4 separate regions of the Mus musculus genome follow, and regions 1, 3 and 4 are each linked to region 2. A link is a contact called in public Hi-C and HiChIP or PLAC-seq data. All regions are on one chromosome and are shown on one strand. Each heading gives the region's core, a stretch centred on a gene start, on an enhancer-like site or on the middle of the called end of the contact. The rest is flanking DNA. Distances are from core to core; before and after follow the strand shown. Region 1 has its middle 25 kb from the start of Thbs2. Region 2 has its middle 24 kb from the start of Gm34916. Region 3 has its middle 39 kb from the start of Gm23352. Region 4 has its middle 41 kb from the start of Thbs2.

Evidence for each region. HiChIP or PLAC-seq counts read pairs in DNA pulled down with a chosen protein or histone mark. Hi-C and Micro-C count contacts between places; a contact is called where the count stands out from the background.
Region 1: a contact with region 2 is called in a Hi-C map of muscle stem cells, with 4 times the contacts expected there. The contact joins two enhancer-like sites. A contact is called at or near these places in 1 of 39 promoter capture datasets (cranial neural crest), 1 of 15 datasets of contacts at CTCF or cohesin (the NIH/3T3 cell line), 13 of 484 Hi-C or Micro-C datasets (the C2C12 cell line, the F1.1 cell line, cerebellar granule neurons and 9 more) and 5 of 115 datasets of contacts at active chromatin or transcription factors (embryonic fibroblasts, fibro-adipogenic progenitors, neural progenitor cells and 2 more).
Region 3: a contact with region 2 is called in an H3K27ac HiChIP or PLAC-seq map of the NIH/3T3 cell line, with 4 times the contacts expected there. The contact joins two enhancer-like sites. A contact is called at or near these places in 1 of 15 datasets of contacts at CTCF or cohesin (the NIH/3T3 cell line), 6 of 484 Hi-C or Micro-C datasets (embryonic fibroblasts, epidermal suprabasal cells, forebrain and 2 more) and 5 of 115 datasets of contacts at active chromatin or transcription factors (the NIH/3T3 cell line, a colorectal cancer cell line, embryonic stem cells and 2 more).
Region 4: a contact with region 2 is called in a CTCF HiChIP or PLAC-seq map of the NIH/3T3 cell line, with 25 read pairs. The contact joins two enhancer-like sites. A contact is called at or near these places in 1 of 15 datasets of contacts at CTCF or cohesin (the NIH/3T3 cell line), 16 of 484 Hi-C or Micro-C datasets (the F1.1 cell line, adipose-derived mesenchymal stem cells, cortical neurons and 10 more) and 6 of 115 datasets of contacts at active chromatin or transcription factors (the NIH/3T3 cell line, a colorectal cancer cell line, embryonic stem cells and 3 more).

The regions. Positions count from the first base shown.
Region 1 is chr17:14,717,657-14,720,816 of GRCm38.p6, forward strand. No RefSeq gene overlaps it. Among named protein-coding and RNA genes, the nearest start is that of Thbs2, 25 kb to the left of the region's middle. Within about 2 kb of position 1,280, at least 63 of the 459 cell types and tissues checked have an H3K27ac peak or open chromatin away from gene starts, as enhancers often do. A contact at or near this core is called in the C2C12 cell line, the NIH/3T3 cell line, muscle stem cells and 2 more, where this site is marked.
Region 2 is chr17:14,544,667-14,547,718 of GRCm38.p6, forward strand. No RefSeq gene overlaps it. Among named protein-coding and RNA genes, the nearest start is that of Gm34916, 24 kb to the left of the region's middle. Within about 2 kb of position 1,390, at least 95 of the 459 cell types and tissues checked have an H3K27ac peak or open chromatin away from gene starts, as enhancers often do. A contact at or near this core is called in the C2C12 cell line, the NIH/3T3 cell line, a colorectal cancer cell line and 4 more, where this site is marked.
Region 3 is chr17:14,751,726-14,754,783 of GRCm38.p6, forward strand. No RefSeq gene overlaps it. Among named protein-coding and RNA genes, the nearest start is that of Gm23352, 39 kb to the right of the region's middle. Within about 2 kb of position 1,621, at least 25 of the 459 cell types and tissues checked have an H3K27ac peak or open chromatin away from gene starts, as enhancers often do. A contact at or near this core is called in the NIH/3T3 cell line, where this site is marked.
Region 4 is chr17:14,734,134-14,737,221 of GRCm38.p6, forward strand. No RefSeq gene overlaps it. Among named protein-coding and RNA genes, the nearest start is that of Thbs2, 41 kb to the left of the region's middle. Within about 2 kb of position 1,553, at least 42 of the 459 cell types and tissues checked have an H3K27ac peak or open chromatin away from gene starts, as enhancers often do. A contact at or near this core is called in the NIH/3T3 cell line, a colorectal cancer cell line, cortical neurons and 1 more, where this site is marked.

The sequences.
Region 1 (3,160 bases), core at 30-2,529, 170 kb after region 2:
AGAGCTGACACTAGCAGCTTGACAGCACACCTGGAAGCTCTAGAATAAAAAGAAGCAAATACACCCAAGAGGAGCAGACAGCAGGAAATAATCAAACTCGGGACTAAAATCAACCAAGCAAAAACAAAAACAACTATACAAAGAATCAACCAAACCAGGAGCTGGTTCTTTGAGAAAATCAACAAGATAGATAACCCCTTAGCCAGACTAACCAGAGGGCACCGAGACAGTATCCAAATTAACAAAAACAGAAATGAAAAGGGAGACATAACAACAGAAACTGAGGAAATTCAAAAAATCATCAGATCCTACAAAAGCCTATATTCAACAAAACTGGAAAATCTGGATGAAATGGACAATTTTCTAGACAGACACCAAATACCAAAGTTAAATCAGGATCAGATAAACCATCTACACAGTCCCATAACCCCTAAAGAAATAGAAGTAGTCATTAAAAGTCTCCCAACCCCCCCCAACTTGGTCTTGTAAACTTTGTATGTCCCAGCACAGGGGAACGCCCGGGCCAAGAAGTGGGAGTGGGTGGGTAGGGGAGCGGGGGGCACTTGAAATGTAAATGAAAAAAAATATCTAATAAAAAAGTCTCTCAAAAAAAAAAAAAAAAAAAAAAAAAGCTCAGGCCCAGATGGTTTCAGTGAAAAATTCTATCAGCCCTGCAAAGAAGAGTGATCTATTCTATGTCGAGATTTCTGCATTTTGTCTTTAAAGCTCTTTCTGTTGGAGCTCAAGCCATAGAGGTTTCACTCTCAGGTGTGGTCCCTTCTGCAGTTAGATTTTATCTGAGCCCAGTTCATCTGCTTGCTTCTGCTCCAGTGTGTGACCTATATTCATTGGTTTTACTGCTCACTGCCTGTGTCACTGCAGGAGTGGGATGGGCTGTTGAACTCATTGCCTCGTCTTCAGGAAATACCTCCTTCATTTTTCATAGCATTTCACATCTTCATTTAGAAAGTTTACCTCTAAAAATCCTGAACAAAAATAGCATGTTCTTGTTGCTCTAGTTTTCCCATAATTTTACTGTGTCATGAAACACTGTTGGGGTGAGACTGGCTCCCATTTACTAGCTCGTTAATATTCATACCTCAGCTCTGGTTCCTCTCCATGGTAGGACAGTTACCGTGGAGCTAACTTTTGGTAGTCTGGGCTTTCCTAGGTTTGGGGCACCTGGCCCCCAGCCATTGTTCAGTGATATATAACACAGTGTGGACAGTGAGCTCACCCAGGGCCCCGAAGACTCTGTGTAAGCTGCTACACCATTGTGCAATCGCCTAGGAGATGATGAGCAACCCACTTGGGAAATGGGGTCAGCTCTCCCTATACAAGGTGACTCATCTGGCCTTTCATCTTCTTGACAGCAGCGTTTTGTCTGTAGCTGCCTCAAAATATTCTCTCCATTTCATCATAGCTAATATTTTATAGACTTGTGTTCTTCAACAAATAATTAAAACCACCCATATCCTCTCTGGGCAGGAGCAGCCTGGGAAGAGTATAATGGGATGTTTCCGGCCATTACACATGGCTATTGTATATGCTCAAATCTTTTACATTAGTCATTTGACATCTGACTGTGACATTTAAACTATCAAAAGGGGGAATTATTACCAAATGATTATAAAAAGAAACAATCAGAACATTCTAAGGAGTTAGTTCATACAAACAGCCTACAAATATAACCAAATCAGATGGTTTTAATGAATCCTTTGCAGGGTAACAATTAGGAATAGGTGACTAAGGTCAGACTCTTGTAGCAAAGCACATTTTCTGCTCCCTTAAACTTTCTAAAGCTTGAGTGGTTTCTATCCTCATCCTTCCTAAAATGGAGTTTCCTTCAGAAAGGAAGATTCCCACAATTTTGTTTAAAAACATTTTTTCAATACAGATATATTTCATAATGACCCAGAAATATGTACTTACAAGGCTAGTTTCTCAATTAAAAAAAATGAATGAATGAAGTTGATGTTCTAGTAGTTGTCTTTACTCCTTTCTTTTGAATTCTCGATGCTATTAAAATATGGTCTCTGAAAAGAATATCTTGGAGGGCCAAAGGTGGGGTTATACTTGATGTTTTGAATGAAGCATGTTGAGGTATAATTTGCATGTGCTGAAGATTCCCCAATTTCAGTTGTTCATTCCACAAACATTTCAGCACTCTGAAGATCTCCTGCATTCTGTTGCATTCAGACTGGTCCAACCTTAACCCAACAAATACTGACTTTCTGTGTCTCTATTGATTATTTTCTCTCTTCTGGAACTTTGTATATACTGTGAATTTTTGCTAGTTTCAATATTAAATCATTAAGATTATGGGAAAATCTGTCACCTCCCTGGTAAGTAGCCCTTCTCTCTGGTTCTTGCCATCGGTCCTTAGGAAATGGTTCATCTACTTCCTGTCACTATAGATTAACTTGTTCTACAATTTTCTGTAGATGAAATCATGATTGTATGAGTCTTTGGTCTGGCTTCACTCTCGGCACAGGCGACTTGATTCATCCATGCTGTACCATGGAGCACTGGCCCTGTGTTCTCACTGCCATGCAGTATCCCATCATGTGAGCGGTCCACACAGTTTACCCATTCACCTTTTAATAAAAAGCCATGTCTTTTTCACTTCCTGGCTCTCAGTGATCAAGCTTCTGCTAGTGTTCTCATACAAATCTTTGCCAAGACACATGCTTGCATCTCTCCTGGGAAAATGCTAAGTGGCGGAAACACCCCGTCATTGGGCGGGCTTGCTTAACTATCTCAAGAAACGTCCAGGCTGTTTCCAAGCAGCTGTTACTCCACATGTCCATTAAGTGTGGATGAGTGATCTGTTACCACACCTCGTCAGTACTCACTGCGGTCATCATGTGCAGCACTGTTTTAGTGAGCATGTCCCTGAGGGTTAATGCTAGATAGCACTATATCCTTGCCACCTATCCAACTTGGTAGGTGAAGTGCCTCTTAGATATCTATCCTTAATTAGGTTGCTTGGTTTTTGATGTTCAGTTTTGGATGAGTTCTTTATATGTGGGGACAAGTTCTTGCTCAGATAGGGTTTGCAAATATGTTCTGCCCAAGTGCCATGTATCATTTAGAACTTGGAAAACAAGATAGGTCTAACCTAATTAGAAACAAACCTTGTTCATTCTTTCCAAGGAGA
Region 2 (3,052 bases), core at 140-2,639:
TTTACCAAAGGTGCATAGTCATTATAGTAAAGAAAAAGTATTTTCAGACAATGATGCTGGAGCAAGTGCATATTCATATGCCAAAAAAATAAAAAACAAGTCTATACCATGCACCATATGCAACGATTAATCCATATGTTATAGACCTGCCTGTGAAATGAGAAACTTTAAGCCTTCTACTAAAAACGTGAATCACAGCTGTGTAGACAGAATGAGGTATGTTACCAGATTCAGCAGGAAACTTATGATTCATGAAAGATGAAAATAATAAATTTGAGTTTAATAAAGCCAGAGACTTTGCATCACAGAAGATGCAGCTGGGAGAGTGCAAAGCTGAATACCGGACAAGGACAATCTGCAAATCCTGCATCACTGGATAGTGAAGTGGGTTTCTGAAGATTTCTACCCTTTACCTTCTTGCCTCTCTATGAGTGTTGTTACAACTCAATTAAAATAAAACTGTGCCTAGGGCTGTAGCTCAGTGCAAGAGCCCTTGGCTTGTGCACTGGAGATCCCTGCCTGCAACCCTCATTATAGTCAGGAAATAAAAGCAGAGAAGAAGCCATTGACAACACTTTATAGAGCTGTGGAGGTGGCTCAGGCGATATAGTGCTTTCTACATGACCCCGAGAACTGGAATTTAAATGCTCATGCCCAGAACTCATGTAAAGCCTGGTATAGTAGCACACATCCATAATTCTCATGCTCTTAGACCAGATTACGGTGGAGACAGGAGAATTCCTGGAAACTTACAAGGGAGCTGGTTGGCTGGAATTAATGGCAAACAAGAAGAGATACTGTCTCAGATAAGGTGGAAGTCAAAGATGGACTCTGATTTTCAAAAGTGTGCTGTGGAATGCACATGCATACAGTCCACAAACACAGAACTATGGTGAATTGCCATTCCATTATCACATGTGAAAGAATCCTGATCCCATAGGTGATACACACATTTTCCCACTGGAGAATGTTGGCACAATGACAGGATAGATTGATTCTCAGGGGCTCAGCCAAATGCTAAGAGCCTGTGTGCTTGCTGGAGCAGTGTGTGCTGTCTGCAAAAAAAAAAAAAAAAAAATTTTAACACCCAGAAATTCGTATACCTAAAGATGGATTGCAGAGGATAATGAGCATATCTAACGAACCGGCAATGACAAAACTCACATTTTAATCCAGAATCAGGAATCAGGAACTGGGACTCTGCAGCAAATTATGCAAGAGTGACCAGAGGGACTGCTAGGCTGGCCACTTGGTGGCGCCAGAGGGCCTCATACGAAACCCCACAGATCCGTTTTAGGTGAGGTCACTAATCACCTCGGAGCCAACCCCTCCACCCAGCGTGGGTGAGGAACTTCTGTATTCGGTATGGTTGTCGCACGAGATGAAGCAGGTTCATAACTCAGCTGTGACTCACTAGGAGAAATGAAGAAACGGGGACACTGGCCGATCCTCACCCTAACCTCAGAGTTCCCTTCTGGGCTTCTGCGTAATGAATTCTGACTGTCCTGGCCATTGTTCCACATTTCCCAGAATTGATTAGAACCTTTACTGGTCCACGACTTGAATGGCTAAGAAGGAAAATATGCAAACAAACATAATCACGCGGGTTTCAATGGGTGGGGACAAGCAGATGGCCCCAGCTCTGCTGGAGAGCTCTAGAAAATTTGGCTCCTACCCAGATACCCATTCAGTTCCTTGTTATGAAGACAGCCTGAGCTCCCTCGTGCCCGGCTCAGCCAGCATTTACTGTGCTTGGCAATGATCAAGGTGTGTGTCATCCTCAGAGTCTGCTTTCTGTGGCTGTACACTTCACTATCATGCAAGATCTTTATTTTCCCAATATCCAACCTTTCCTGACTCTGGAAGATCTACAGTCTTTAAAAGTTCTTGAGTGACAACTGGTCCTGGAGCTAGTAGGTACAAGCTGCCCCTTCTCTATTTCCGTTTTTCAGTATGCTTGTTATTGATATATAGAAAGGTTACTGTATTTGTGTTTGCATTAATTTTTGTCTTGCCACGTTGATGCACGTGTTTATAAGCTTTAAGGCAATTTTCTGTTTCATCTTTAGAATCGTGTGTGTGTGTGTGTGTGTGTGTGTGCGTGTGTGTGTGTGTGTGTGTGTGTGTGTGTGTTTGGTTTTGACATTAGGGAATCATGATCTCCTCCAAAGAGTTTGGCAGCATTCTTTCCCTTTCTATTTTGTTGGTATTTGTCATTCTTCAAAGATCTGCTAGAATTCGCTGATGAATACACTGGGTTCTTTTTAGTTGGGAGACATATTTATTATTATTATTATTATTATTATTATTATTATTATTAATTTCTGCTGCTGCTTCAATCATGTTGGTCTGTTTGGATCATTTATTTCTTTGTACTTTAACTTTCATAGGTCATATGAATCTAGAAAACTGTCTGTTCATTTCAGATTTTCCATGGCATGCCCTATATTTCTCTTTTCATCTCTAATTTTCTTGGTTTGGATCCTATCTTTTTCATTTGGTTAATAGCTAAGGGTTTGCCAGTCCTTTCCTCTCAGGACTTCTTTTATTGACACATAATTTTTGGAATGCTGAGTTTTCACTTTCATTCTATTCTAGGAACCTTTCTGCTTCCTCCTTGATTTCTTCGTGGCCTGGCTGTCATCCACAGTGGTTAGCTTCCATGTATTTGTGTGCTTCCAGTAGTCTCCCTTGCTGTGGCTACCCAGCCTTTTTATTTTGCTGTGATCAGATAGAATGCAGAAAGTGCTTTCAAATTTTATGTCCTAGCACGTAATCCATTTCTCAGAAAGCACCACAGGGATGTCTGTATGTTTTATAATGCCATTTAACTCTTTTTGTTTTGTCCAGATGACTTATTGAGAGTAGGGAGTTGAGGTCACTCACAATTACTTTATTGGGGTTAATCTGTGACTATACACTTAGCATTTGTTCTGACAAGCTGGAAGCTTTTCCACTGGGTGTGTATGTGTCTTAAACTATAAAATCTTGTGATGGATTTCCCATTAGTAAGTATGAAATGAACGTCCTTATCTCCCTCACTAGATTAGAT
Region 3 (3,058 bases), core at 371-2,870, 210 kb after region 2:
CTGACTGGAAGGGCCATGTGTGAGGAGCCAGGAAAGGGAGCCATCAGAAATGTCAAGAGGATATTTAAAATGTTAGCATTGTGTTTAGATGGTTGTTTTAAAGTATTTTAACATGCCTCATGATTAAAATGTGATTGTTTAAAAAACTAATTTTAAAATAACAATGCCGAGCCAATGAACACAGGCGGGCAACTGAACAAGACCTGCTTCTCCCTAGAATACGGGCTTCACAAAAGCATCTGCCTTATTGAGAGACTCGTGTGTTGTATTAGCTTGGGGAACTTCGGGTGAATTCTTAGGGAGCCCAAACATGGAACTTCACACAGTGAACCTTAAGACCCCAGAAGTTCTGAGTGTGCTTGGTAAACATTCTCTGTCTCGTGTCATGAGGATGCAGACTTGAGGGACAGCAGACAGTTATCTCTGATGTTTGGAGGCCATGTGACTTGTGGGTCCTTACAGGTCTGACTGTGTGACATAGACAAGAGTGAGGGAGGCTCGCTGCCATCTGTGTCTTCATCAGTGAAGCTACTAAAGGAGAAGAGAGTGAAGACACAGGCCATCCCAAGTGTGTAGCAGAGAACCCCTAAGATTCACCTGTAGATTGTCATTGGCTGAAATTTAAGTGGATGATAATAGTGACCGGGTGAAGCTAACCTTGTCACTCTGAATTTTCATATTTCAAGTTCTCCATGTGTTGTCGTCTGTGTGGCAGGAAAGCATCAGGGTGTCCTCAGAACTGGATGCCTGATGTTATGTCAACTACACTTGAACTTGCTAGAACCAACGTACGTATGTAAGATGGTGAGTGTGGAAGGATACTGGGCTGCATGGATGGGGTTCAGTTGGGAGTTGAGTGTACCCTACAATATTGTTGAGCTTTCGGGAGGCTACACAGATAACTGTTGCAAGCTGAAAAAGTGCTACTGACCTGCCTGGCATACAAGACCTCTCAGCTGCACCCAGCCTGCCTTAAACTCACTCAGAACACCTACATTTGCCCACAAAGGAAGCCTTTATTCAACCCAAAATCCATCTTATAGACCATGCTCAGGATCCCCTGTGATTTTTTTATATCCTATACCGAGAAGCTGTAAGAATACTGCCATCCCATTGTAAGGATGAGAATTCTAAGTTAAGCAACTGTAAACCAGGGACAGTTGATATTCTAAAGAACGTGTTTGCTCTGGAGTCCTGGAAGTGTAGAAACTGTACCTCGCTCAGAGCAGCTGATGGCAACTCTGATTCTCAGCATGCCCAGACTCTCCCTGTCCCTACACAAACCTAGCTTTTCTATGGAGTCTTAAGGAGGCAAACTGAGGTACTGTGGCCACAGGAGAAAACGGATGCTCTTCTTTACAAAGATTAGACATCTTTGTCTTAATTATACATCAGACTACAGAGGTTTTACCAAGTCATCTCTCAAGGCTGAGAGCAGGAAGTTTTCTCTTCTTAAAAATTTCCATAGCCCCAAGCTGTGCTGGAACAGCCATGCCCTACCAGAATTGGAAGAAAAGACAAATTGCCTGGCTGATCTCCAGACATGTGGGGAAACAGTGGTTATCAAACAGAAGCCATCTTCAACAACGGAAGATGAGTAACATCTGCCAGTGACAGCGGCAGGCGTGAGTTGCCAGTTCTGGCCACGAACACAGCTCAGCTGCCCGAACATGCAACCACACCTCTGACAACAAGAGAGATGGCAACAAACACACCTCTGCTTCCCCAGAACATGCCAGCCCTCCAGTTTCTAAAATAATTCTCTGTGTAGACCTAGACAAAGGCCTTTGTGGGAGAACACTGGGAAAATGTCCTGATCGCTTTCTTACATGCTTAATAAGGAGAACTACAAGGTTACCATGCATCTAGCTACTCCCATACAGAGATGCTAAAGTATGTGAGGGAAGGACGGGAACAGCAGTCACCGACCTGTCTGTGCAAGTTTACAGGGCATGATAAGCAATTCAGGAAAAGGAAAAGAACTTGCCTGGTCCAGTGTCACGCGGACACAGGTGGAAACCCATGGTGCTCTGGTCATGACAGAGACTGGGTTCAGTAGAATCCAGCAAGTGCCCATTGGCCATTTACCAACACTGTGTCGCACTCCCTCTCGTCCAGGTGGGCCAGAAACAGACGCCCAGTAGTCACATCAGACGCATCACAGTAGTCAGGACAAATGTGTTGCCATAGAGATTTTAAAATCTGTCACCATACAACCCTAGATCTTGACCCACAACTGTAATAAAGTCTAGGAAGAAGCACCCAAAGCACTCAAGGACCATGATGCAGGAACTCTGGGAAGCTTCCTGAAGCAAATGACATTAGGTTTTGCCACATAGGACAAGTATTACCTAGCGGGTAGTATTAAGCTCCTTTGTCTGTGTGTCTGAACTGGGGGGGAGGGGGGGGACAGTGAGGCAAGAGCAAAACACCATGCAAACATTTTCCCAAAGAACCCTTAAGTTTTTACTTCAGCACAAAACTCGTTCCAGGTAGAATAGGGTATAAAGCTACCCAGAGGAGGAGGGCAGGCTGCAAAGCATGAGAGAAGGCAGGAGTCAAGCGTGAAGATAGGGCTCAGTAAATAGACAGGTCATTGGGCTCTGCACCCTGGGAGTGACATGGAATTTACTGTAAGGGCAACAGAAAACCTCTGGGGGCTGAGCACAGAGAAGGGTAGTAGCATGCATGAAGTTTCTCTTCAGCCACTCCTTCTGGCTGTGTGCACTCACTAATGTGGAATGTGAAGATGGAGATAAATCACGATTGCTCACACTTAGGACAACAAGTATCAAAACCATCACTTTCTCTTCCACCCCAGGGCAGGTAGGGCCTCGTGTAATGCTGAAGAGGGATGAGGTAGATTGGCTCCATCACTCGTCCTGAGGGTCAGGACCGTGGTGGGCCTGCCGAACATGGGCTACTTACTCCTCAATGGCCTTGAGGCTGTGTGAACCAGAAGACTGCGTGTCTTGAGGCATTGCCTGTGACGTCTACTGAGCTCCTTCCTACATCCAGACCCTATACCTAACACCTTTTAAACAGAACCTCATAGTGT
Region 4 (3,088 bases), core at 303-2,802, 190 kb after region 2:
TGGCACTCCAGAGGATGATTTCAGGAGACAGACATGCGTGTGGGAACAACCGACGGGCGCCTCTTCCTACAGGCTTCGAAGCTGCAAACAAGCTCTCAGCCTGATGCAAGAGTGTTATTGAAAAACCCAGAAAAACATTCCGTATCATTGCCTCCTGCTGAAGGGATGAGACCCAACTCAGATACAGGCTCTGACAGTTAGTGAATGGAGCCTCATCAAAGAAATCCCACTGAGAGCCCAGCGGAGATATTCACTGGGTTTTATAAACACACACATGCTCTTCAGATCCTTACCACACACAAAGAAATATTAAAAGTAGAACTGAAAAAGATTTTTGTGGCTTTTTATCCTAGGGAACTATTGCCTAGCAGCTTCCTAAAACTAAGCGACGTGACATAGGTTCTCAGTAGTGTAACTCGTAAGGCAAACAATAAGTCTGAGAAGGAGAAGACAGACACTGAGCACCAGCTGCCTTAAAGTCACAGCCTGGTCCCTGACCTAAGTCCAAATCCTCCAGAGGGAACATTGCTTTGTGACTGGCCTATTCATGTATGTCCATGTATGTGCGTGCATGTGTGTGTATGTGTGTGTGTGTGTGTGTGTAATGTTCAAATGAGTTTCTTTATGTGTGTGTGCTAACAGTGTATGTATGCACCTATCTGTATCTGTTACTGTATAAGTGTGGAGTATGTGTGTGTGTGCTCAAAGTGTGTATATGCAACTATCTATGTATCTGTGTCTGTGTGTGTAAATGTGCAGTGCACGTGTATGTGTGTGTGCTCAAAAGTGTTTATATGTGTGCATGTGCTAAAAGTGTATGTGTGTGCCTATCTATATATCTGTGATTGTGTAAGTGTGGGGTGTGTGTTTTTAAATGTGTTTCTGTGTATGTATGTGTGTATAGGCACTTATCTATGTATCTGTGACTGTGTGTGTGTCATGTGTTTGTGTGTGTGTGTGTGTAAGAAGTATATCCCTATAGTGTAAACTATTAAAGAATAAAGAGTTCTGACACTTGGAGAAACAGGCATGGCAGGATTTCTCTCCCCATGGTAGTGTAGGTTGTGTGGGTTTCTTTTTTCCATGTAGCAAAGTTCCCAAAGGAGGGATTGAATAATAGATGATGGTTTAAACTCTAGAATGAAACACGTATCAGAACCTAGTCCATGTTGGGTGGGTAGCCAAGTGGTCATGTTACGAAGAGGTGAATAAGGCTCATACTCTGCTTTTAAAAAGATCAGTAGAAAAGCAGAATTAGCAACTGGGTCATGACAGCTGCATTACGGCGTGTTAACTAAGAAGTTGGGCTCTGGGTATGTTTATCTCACCGTGAGATCAGGAAACACTAGTGAAACACTGCAGTCCCAGCATGTGCTGAACTGGGATAAAGTGGAGCTCACTACCTGATCTCTGTAGAGTGAGATAAAGCCCCATATGAGATATATTCATACAGTCGCCTATAAAAAACAGCTGGGTTATAACTGTTAAAGGAGGAATGACACCAAATAAAACTTAAGAGTTTGTATGAGCGAAGGGTGATTCATGATTTGACTCATAATCTCCTTCCAGATTTGTGCTAAGGCCAGAAGGAGGTTATGGCCTCTGATTCCCGGGCTTCTCAGGCCGGGTACAAAAGCACAGGAGAAAAAGAACTGATTGCCACCACTGGCAGTCTGCTCCACGCTGCCATGGCCTGCCACATGGCCAGGATCAGCTCATTGGCTAAATCATGATTCACAATTATTCAATTGTGAGATGCCTCTAAGTTCACATTTGACAGTGTCAGGGTTCACAGAACCAGCCGAGACTGGGGCATCCTGCTGACCTGTTTTTCCAATCCAGTCTCAGAAATTCCCTCTGAGTCTTGACCTACTGACCAAGAGGACAGTATAGGAGCCACTCAGTCACCAGCATGGCTGCTTTGTCTCTGTCTCTAAGTGAGACTCACAAGGCATACCAGGCCACAGAGAAAGCCTTGTGTTGTTCCTTCCGCTATCTAGCCTGCTGCCTGTTACGGTAACTACAAATCTGCATGGGAGAACGGGGACAGCGTACAGGGCAGCAGAGGTTACAGGAGGAACTCGGAAGATTCCTTCTAGATACCGGAGGCTTTGCTGCCATCCAGGCCTCAGCAGCCAAATGATAGAAACAACAGACAGTTAGATATTAGTCCCTGGGAGAAAACTATGGGCATCTGTGAGTACAGAGGATATGAGTCAAGGGTCCAAGGTGTGATCCCAGAGCCATCTTCCCGGCTACAGTTTGAAGGGCTCTGGCTGAGGAAGCCTGTCTTTGAAAGCTCCTTCAGTGCCTGTAGCCATGACAGATGCCACTCAGCTGTCCAGCCCCATTATGCAGGGCTTTAGGCGCTCCTCAATCTACAGATGCTGGCACCATAGAGAAGCAATAGAACCAGGAAATAGCATCACCAAGAACTCTGAAGTTCCCAAAGGGAGTATAGTATTTTCTTTATAACTGTCCTCATTTCTGCCAGAGATCATCACAGCAAGACCAAGTTAATTTAGGCTCATTAAACACAACTTGGATACTTACAGAAGTGCAGAACGGCCTCTGGCTCACCACATGGTGTATGTCTAGTTGGTTGCAACTTTCACAAGGACTCTCTGAGCCACTCAGTACTAGAAAGGTAAGCATGTTAACTACTTTGAGACATCCTGGGAGTCCTCTGAGATACCCAGAGTTAGATATTTCTCCCAGGGACTAATAGCAAAAGAACTCTGTTTACAATGTCATTGTGAGATGGTTTAAAACACTGTATTAAGTAAGGCTACAAGTCACTATGGAGCCCTGCTTGGTTTCCCAAAGGTACAAACACAAGACCTAAAACCAAATACAGAAAGTTAGAGAGTTGTAGAAAATCCTGTCAGTATTAAGAAAGATACTCATCTCCCTCAGGTGAGTAGAGGCAGGGAAAGCTGGTGGTTAACACAGGGGATGGTTTTGATGTTTTAGCTTCATTCAAAGCTTCATTTGCCCTAACCTGAGGTCAGGTAGACATGGTGACTAGATTCTTAGAAGAGTTGCCGGCATGCTTAGAGCAATGCACACACACATCATGCTTGGAGCA